2 separate regions of the Sus scrofa genome follow, and region 2 is linked to region 1. The links are chromatin contacts, called in public Hi-C maps. All regions are on one chromosome and are shown on one strand. The core of a region is the stretch at or near the end of the contact, and the rest is flanking DNA. Distances in the headings are between cores, read along the strand shown.

Evidence for each region. Hi-C and Micro-C count contacts between places; a contact is called where the count stands out from the background.
Region 2: a Hi-C map of fetal skeletal muscle shows a contact between it and region 1, with 2.0 times the contacts expected there. The contact joins the enhancer-like site here to the promoter of ITGA9 in region 1. A contact is called at or near these places in 5 of 5 promoter capture datasets (fetal liver, fetal skeletal muscle, liver and 1 more), 8 of 47 Hi-C or Micro-C datasets (fetal heart ventricle, fetal skeletal muscle, heart right ventricle and 3 more) and 1 of 2 datasets of contacts at active chromatin or transcription factors (skeletal muscle).

The regions. Positions count from the first base shown.
Region 1 is chr13:22,296,184-22,300,432 of Sscrofa11.1, forward strand. ITGA9 (integrin alpha-9) reads left to right here and starts at 2,314. Exons shown (of 28, transcript XM_021071658.1): 1 at 2,314-2,960. The coding sequence starts at 2,776.
Region 2 is chr13:22,413,435-22,417,683 of Sscrofa11.1, forward strand. All of the region lies in intron 15 of ITGA9 (integrin alpha-9), which reads left to right. Among named protein-coding and RNA genes, the nearest start is that of ITGA9, 120 kb to the left of the region's middle. Within about 2 kb of position 1,782, at least 4 of the 83 cell types and tissues checked have an H3K27ac peak or open chromatin away from gene starts, as enhancers often do. A contact at or near this core is called in fetal skeletal muscle, where this site is marked.

The DNA.
Region 1 (4,249 bases), core at 1,064-3,563:
CAAACCTACCATCATAGTGGAGATTTTAATACACCTCCTTGAATAAGTCATAGAATATGCCAACAAAATATCCATAGGAATAAATGAGCTTTGAACCACATGATTAACAAACTTGACGCAATTGACACATACAGAACAATACTTCCAACAGCGGTTTTGCATTCTTTACAAGTGCGTGTAAAAAATTCACCAACGTTGACCATATGGTGCGTCCTGAAACACATTTTGACACATTTCAAAGGATTTAAAAAGTACAGAATATGTTCTATGACCATAGTGGAATTAAATCAGGAACAAAAAGATTATTAGAAAATCCCCCACAACTTGGAAATGAAGCACCACCCTTCGAAATACCCCACGGGTCAAAGGGGAACTTAAAATTGCAATTAGAAAATATTTTGGACACATTAGAACTTGTGGGCTATAGCTCAAACAGGACTTAGAGGGAAATTTAGTGTGTTTACACACACATACGTATTACATATTTTAAAACGTATATATCAGAAAAGGATTAGAAAAATAGTAAGGCTAAAAATCGAAGCATCTATCTCAAGGAGCTAGAGAAAAGCATTGCAATTTAAATCCAAACAAAGTAGAAAGAATAATAAAGATCAAAAAATCAATAAATTGTTAAGATTAAAAAGTAAATGCAATACAGAAAAATAACACGAAAGTCAAAAGTGGGTTTTTTGAAAAATTAATAAAATTAACAACTCCTACAAAGACAGACCAAGAAATAAAGACCAAAACCACAAATTACAGGCATGAAAAAGCTGACATCACTGCAAATTCTGCACATATTAAAAAGGTAATGATTATGGTTAAATGGTCAAGGAAAGACATGGGCTTGAATTGAACACTACGCAGTACAGATGAGAATGAATGAATGGATTTGGAAGCTTGAGGAGGTAGAAAAAACAGGACTGGTTAGATTGGGTATGACAAGAAATAGGTGTAACACTTTGTGCTGAGCTCTCTTAGGTGACTGGGCAGCCATGGGGTTCCACTAGTGAGGCTGGGCAGCTGGGACAGAGAAAAAAGCTTGGGGAAATTGGACTAAAACCAACTTTTCCCAATTTAATTTTACTGCTTTTTTTTTTTTTGACTTGCTATTTAGAAAACAAACCGCCCCCCCAAAAAAACCAGAAAATAACAAGTGTTATGAAAATATAGAGAAATGGAAACTCTGCGCTCTTTGTGGGGATGTAAAATGGTGCAGTGACTGTGGAAAGCAGTATGGCAGTCTCAAAAAGTTAAACAACTACCATATGATCCAGGTATTCCACTTCTGGGCGTACACCCTGAAGAACTTGAAGGTATTTATCTGGAACAGGTAACTATACACCTATATTCATAGAAGTATTATTTACAATAGCCCCAAAGTGGAAACAAACCAAGTGTCAATCCACGGATCAATAAAGAAAATATAGTGTGTACATCAATGGAATATTATGTGGTCTTTAAAAGGAAAAGAAATTCTGGGAGTTCGCATTGAGGCTCAACAGAAACAAATCTGATTAGTATTCGTTAGGACGCAGGTTTGATCCCTTGCCTTGCACACTCGGTTAAGGATCTGGACATTGCCCTGAGCTGTGGCTTAGGCCAGTAGATACAGCTCGAATTTAACCCCTAGCCTGGGAACCTCCATATGCCACAGGTGTGGCCCTAAAAAAGATTAAACATAGAAAGAAAGAAAGGAAAAAAGAAAAGATTCTGATGCATGCTACAACAAGGATGGACCTTGAGGGCATTATGCTAAGTGGATTGCCAAGCACAAAAAGACAAATATTGTATGATTCCACCCGTGTGGGGGTACTCTGAGTAGTTGAATTCATACAATTTGTTGCCAAGGGCTAGGGGGAGGGAATAAATGAGGAGTTAATGTTTCATGAATATAGTTACAGTTTTGCAAGGTAATTCCTAGAGATTGGTGTCATGTCTGCACAACAATGTAAATGTACTTAATGCCACCACACTGTCCACTTAAAGATGGCTAAGATGGTAAATTTTACACACACCCCGACCCATCCACCCAAGCGGAGGTTTTGATTCAATAGGACCTGCTGACTGGCATTTCCAAGTTCTCAGGTGCTGCTGGTGGTGCAGGGATCACATGTACGCACCAGCTGCGAGGAAGCCAGGTGATGATCCCGTGAAGATGTCCTCTGCTCGCTCCCACGTGGCTATCATCGTTATTGGCATCAGCTGGCGTTTCTGGAGCGCTTGCGGGCTAAGGGTTATCTCAGAGCTGGGTGAAGAGACAGCGGATGGGCGGGGCTGGAGTATAAACTTCACCCGCCTTCACCGGTTCTCGGTTTGAGTGTGACACCTGGCAGGACTGCAGGGAGGTTTAGAATTGTCTAGGGACCAGGAAGGTGGGGCGACTGGACTTCTCTTCCGCTGCGGGCGGCGGCGGGAGGCTCGTGGCCCGCAGGGGGCGCTGCAGCGCCGTCCCGCCGCCGGCCGCCCAGGCCGCCCACCCCGCGGGCGCGCCTCTCTGCAGTCCAGCGCCGCCCGGGCCGGGACCGGCTCGCTCCGAGCGCTCACACTTCTCCGCCGGACAGAGGACGCCGCCCGCTCCGGGCCGCCCCTGTGCTCGCTTGCAGCGCCCGCTCAGCTCACGGCCCTCGGCCCGGCGCCGCGTCGCGCCCGCGTTCCCCCGCGGAGCTCCGGCCCCCGGGAGCTTCTCCGCCGTCGGCGGACCCTGAGGCCCCGCTGCCGGCACGCTCGGCGCCCTGCTCGCGGGGCACAGGGGAGGGCGGCGGCCGGCTGGGGATGGGCGGCCCGGCGGCGCGGAGGGGCGCCGGGCGGCTCTGCGCGCTGTTCCTGGCGCTGGTGGCCGCGGGGACTCCCGCGGGCGCATACAATCTCGACCCGCAGCGCCCGGTGCGCTTCCAGGGTCCCGCCGGGTCCTTCTTCGGCTACGCGGTGCTGGAACACTTCCACGACAACACGCGCTGGTGAGTGCCCTCCGGCCCCAGCCCGGACCCCGACCCCGGGCAGGCCTCAGACCCTCGGCTGCCGCCACCGCCTTTCCGGCCTCTCCACGCCGCCGTCCCGAGGGGGTGATTTAAATGTCTCTGTTGCGCGCAGCCGGGCTGCCAAGGGAAGGCGGGGAGAAGGGAGGACGCCGGTCCCGGTCCAGCGGACGCCGGAGCGGGCGCCCGAGTCGAGTCGGAGGGGATCGATCGGGCTCCTGCCCGGGTTTGAGAGCCGCCGGGGTTGCCCCCTCGCCTTCCCAACTAGACTTATCTTAACTCTCTGGGTCGTAGAGTAACTTGGTTCCTCCAGCATCCTGACTCCCCGGGCCGGGGAGACAGGACTCCTCGGTTTGGGGAACCCTTGGTGACACCCCATCCACCCCTTCCCGGCTTTGAGCCCCTCCTGCCGGCTGCGCAGGAAGTAGATAGAGTATCCCCGACATGCGAAATGCTAGGGGAGTGGGCTGGGTGTGCACGGAGGAGGCCTAGTGTGTTGTCGCCTATTCTCTTACCAGACCCTCTGTGGAAGCTGAGAGGGTCTGGGAGGCGGGGGGTGGGGGTGGGATGGTCCACGACCTCCCAGTAACTAGGCTCATGGGGCCAGTGGGTGATTTCTGGGGCAGCCTGGTCCTCATCTCACATGGGGCTGCTGACCAGGAGATAAGCGCTCAGTAGCGGTCACCGAGTCCAGTTGCCTCCTGAGTGACCCCCTCAGAATCCCAAGGGGTGGGCGCTCTTCCCATTAAGCACCGTCTGCTAAGGGAAACAGAGCTTGAGTGTCCAGGCCCAGAGGAGATGCCCCAGGGGAGGTTGATCACTCCTTGGACTTTTCTCCTGGACAAGAGTGAATGAAACAGCCATATGAGGCTCACCCCCCTCCTCAAAGCATTAGGGTGTGGAGAGTTCCCCAGTGCGGGTCCAGGTGAAAACTAGTCCTGGGCTGGTTTTATTGTGTGGTCACCACTGTGTGCATCCCTAGGGGTTGTAGGCTTGGAGGGGGAGGTCAGTCGTGTGTGCTCATGATGTAGTTCTGCTTAGAACTGGACAGAGGCTGATGGAAAAGGGAGGGATTGTAGTTTTGAGCCCTGGAGCATTCCTGGAAAAGCAAGGACTCGGTGACCAGCCAGCCCTTTACAATCATGCTGTTTAGGAGAGTTGCCTTCAAGAGAACCAGTTTTTAAAGTTGTTGTGTAGCTCTTTTCTGGTTTCCCATCTCCCTCCCTATCATTTATCCCAGTTGCTGTGTTCAAGGCCAACTGTCTTTTCCT
Region 2 (4,249 bases), core at 532-3,031, 120 kb after region 1:
TTTTCTGTCAGAGGAGCATCAGCTCTTTTAGGGCACAGAGTGCATGGCATTTATCACAGTCACCCTGGGCCGTACTTAATATGGTCTAGGACTCCCAAAATGCTCATCAAATGACCAATTAGGTTCTTATTGTCCATTTCAAGGGATGATTAGAGTTAATGAGCTAAACTTCAAAGACTTATTTTTTTTTCTGATGTAATGAATGAAACTTTTCTGATCCTGGAAAGAATTTGGTGCATGAGACTTTATGAACACACAGAAATATACTTCCACACAGATACACACAAAATGTTAACCATTTGGGGGTCATTTATTTAAAGAAAGCAAGCAGGGAGTTCCCGTTGTGGCTCAGTGGTTAACGAATCCCGACCAGGAACCATGAGGTTGTGGGTTCGATCCCTGGCCTCACTCAGTGGGTTAAGGATCCGGCGTTGCCGTGAGCTGTGGTGTAGGTCGCAGATGCGGCTTGGATCCCGAGTTGCTGTGGCCCTGGCATAGGTCGGTGGCTACAGCTCTGATTAGACCCCTAGCCTGGGAACCTCCATATGCCATGGGTGTGGCCCTAGAAAAGACAAAATGATAATAATAATAATAAAAATTTAAAAAGCAAGCAAAGAATTGCTTTCTGGATTGTCCCTGTCCTGGGTATCAATGTAATACAGGGAGAAAGCAGGGCCCAGATGTTTACCCCTCCAGTGTTGGTGTGAGGCTAAACAAGAGCATGCTTTTAAAGTACTAATGAGCTCCACACACTGGAAAATATGCAAACACATGTGTAAGAGTCTTCTGTAAATGTGCTGAGCTGGAATTTCCAGGCAGGTGTCCTCCTGGCCTCTTTTTAGTCCTTTGTGATTTAGCTTTTTATTTACCACCAAGGACCCAGCATGGACCACTCAAGGATTCCTGGAGCCACATGTACGCTCTTCCCCACGTGCCTTCCGCCATCACTAGACCTGCCTTGCAAGGAATGAGGGAGAGACCCAGACAATTTTAGGAAATGGTTCAAGGCTGCATCATCTTTAAGAAAACAACCCAGAGCCATGGCCCTGGGTAGAAAGTCAGCCTGTGGCTCTCCGGGGTGCCTGCTGGCCTGGTGGCAAGACGTTGATTAGGTGGAGGGGAGCCAGGCCCAGGTCCCGAGGCAGCGGTGCCTTCTTTACTTCTATCCAGAAGAAGTTGTCATCCCAGAGTGAAACTTCAGAGCAGCTCTGTGCAGTAGAAAGGGACTGCAGGCCACGTATGCAATTGGAAATTTCCGAGGCACTGTACTGAAAAAGCTTAAACAAGGAAGATTGATTTTAATAACACTTAACCCAGTATATCCAAAATATTATCACTGTAATCGATGTAAATATTATTAGTGTGTTATTATTAGTGTTCTTTTTGGTGCTTGGTCTTTGAAACCCAGGGTCTGGCTTAGCCTCAATTTTCTGTGCTCATTAGGCACTCGTGGGCCATGGTTACCTATTGGACAGTGTCTGTCCAGAGTCAAATCTGATCACTTTGGAGACCTGGGGTGGATGCAGGGCCTGGAGTGGGAATGCATAGATGGGAAGGCATGTCCTTCATCAACTAAATATTAAAAGTACAACTTCTATCACCTGTGGTTCTGAGAAACATATTAATATTATAAAGGGTGCTTTCATGCTTGCCTTGGGAAGCTGCTTCTGAATTTCCTACACTGGAGTTCCTGGAGCCCATATGTCCATAGTACAGTGAGAAGAATCTGTATAATCTTTCCAACATTTCAGAAAGCCTGCGGGAGGCGCAGGGATTGCCATCCAGCTGCTGAGGATGTCAGCGTCATTGTTTTCAGCTGGGGTGTTAGTGCTGGTGAGCCTGTGCGGATCAGGCCTTGTGCTTAGCTTCTGATGACACGTAGGTGTTCCTGGGGTCATCCTGGAGGCGGGGGTGGAGGAGGGTGGGTAATTGAGTGGGTGAAGAAGTTCTAGGGGATGCAAGGCCCACATTTCTTGTGTCTGTGCTCCTCACCTGTGGGTATAAGTACAGACCTCCCAGGGACCCATTTGTCAGCCCTGTTAACGCTCAGAGGCTTTGGAGGGGGCCAAAGGTGCGTGAATTCAGCGAGCACTGTTGCTGGTTAAGCACTTCCTGGCTTTAAGTCAGGATAGAAGCATTTCCTGTGAGCCAGGAATCGTGCTCCCCACCTGTATGGAGTGCCTGGGAAAGGCAGCTCAGGCCTTCCTGCAGCTCCTCGGCCTCCAGCTGCTCAGCTGGCGGATTCCTCCAGTCTCTGAGCAGAGAGCCGTGGCCAGGCCACTGGGGGCCGCTGCAGGTGTCCTGTGGCCCTGGCCACCTTGGTTATGGGAGGATTCCACTGTGCTTGGGGGCCCATCTGGTGCTGGGGGGCTGGGGGTCCAGCTGACCCGGAATTCCTTCCTTGTGCTGAGCCAGACTCCCCCTCGTGGGATCATACCACTCCTCCTCGTTCCGCCCCGTGCAGCCTAGGCCGTCTGTCTGTCTGTCTGTCTGTCCCTACAACTCCCCACTTCCTGTTTCTTCCAGGGCTCAGTGTCCTCCAGGTCCTTCGGGTCTCCAGTTTGTTATTTTCTCAGTGAAACATCCAGGCTTCATTTTGTATTCCTTTCTTCCTCTGTGTCTGACTTTTTAGCCATCCCTCACCAGAGCTCAGGGAGAGGAAAGGAGAAGAAATTCAAACCAGCCAGTTGTGCTTCTTCCCAGCAGCAGCACAGGGAAGATGCCCAAACCACAGAGATTGAAAGGATGTGGTAATCCCTTCCTGTTGGCCAGTTCCTCAGGTTGGCTGATCTCATCGCATCACCTGGCCTGACGGCGCCACCTCAAGGCAGCAGCTGTTGGTCTGGTGTTCACAGTGTCTTTGATCCATGTGGCTCTCCTGAATCTGACACTGGTTCCTCTTTCATCCTATACTATCCTGGGCTTGATGTCCCTCTTCCCATCTGCTTGGTAAGAAGCATGTTAGCATATGGTGTATGGTATTCTCACCTATCAGTGAGCCAAAAAGTTCCATAAACTTTGATTATGACCAAGGTAGTACTGGTAGGAAAGAGATGTGAATTCACAGAAGTTTGGGATAATTTTATTAATGACAAAGCTGTAAAGAGCTCCTAAAAGCTTGTAAGATTTGGCATCAGGGACTTCCTGTTTCTCGCCATATCTCCATAACCAAGCAGGGAAATTGACATTGACTCATTGCCCAGTAAATGTTCCCTGAATGTTAGAAGCAGCTGGACTAGGTCCAAGGTGAACATGTGCTCAAGATACTTGACTACGAGTTTACGATGTTAGCTTTGACATCCAAAATCGGTGATCCATTTTGAGTTAATTTCTGTGTGTTGTCCAAGATATTGTGGAACAGATGTGAATAAAAATATTCTGTTTGATTGTAATTATAAGTAGATGAATACCTGTCAGATCATGTGGCCCAATCGCTTGAAAAGTTATCACCGAGAGCTTGTTAGGTTTACCTTCGGAGAGGGAAGCCGGCAATTCCCCATCTCCCTGCCGAATGTGGGGTGATTGTAACCTTGGGCTGAAGCAGTGCACTTTCTTTTTTTTTTTTGTCTTTTTAAGGGCCACATCTGCAGCATATAGAAGTTCCCAGGCTAGCGGTTGAATTGGAGCTGCAGCTGCTGGCCTGTGCCACAGCCACATGGGATCCGAGCCGTGTCTGTGACCTACACCACAGCTCATGGCAATGCTAGATCCTTAGCCCACTGAGCGAGACCAGGGATTGAACCTGCATCCTCATGGATACTAGTAGGGTTCGTTACTGCTGAGCCATGATGGGAACTCCTCTTTTTTGTTGTTGTTTTTGTTTGTTTGTTTGTTTTTTCATGAAGAAGTGCACTTTCAACCAGCTCTCCTTGACATGGGTGGGGGGCAGGATGGTGGTCCAGGTGGGGCTCACCCACCCTGCTTACATTGGAGCCAGAAGTCTGTGAGTTGAGGATCCCACCGCCCCATCCCGATGTGCCAGCACTTTTTCTGCTCATCCTCTGCTGTTGAAACTTTCAGTTCTTCTCCATTTCCCTGTTCCTGTTATGCTGCAGGGAACATCTTTTGGCCCCTGAAGGAGGATGAATTCCTATCTAGGGCTTTGCTGGGTCAGTGATACAGCCATTTGTGTGCCCTCCGATGTCAGCTTTGGTCACTAGTGCCATCCTCTTACTTAGTAACACCCATCTGAGTGTTACAAGTCCTGCCTCTTGTGCCCAAGACACTGGGCTTGGCTTGGTTTCTCACA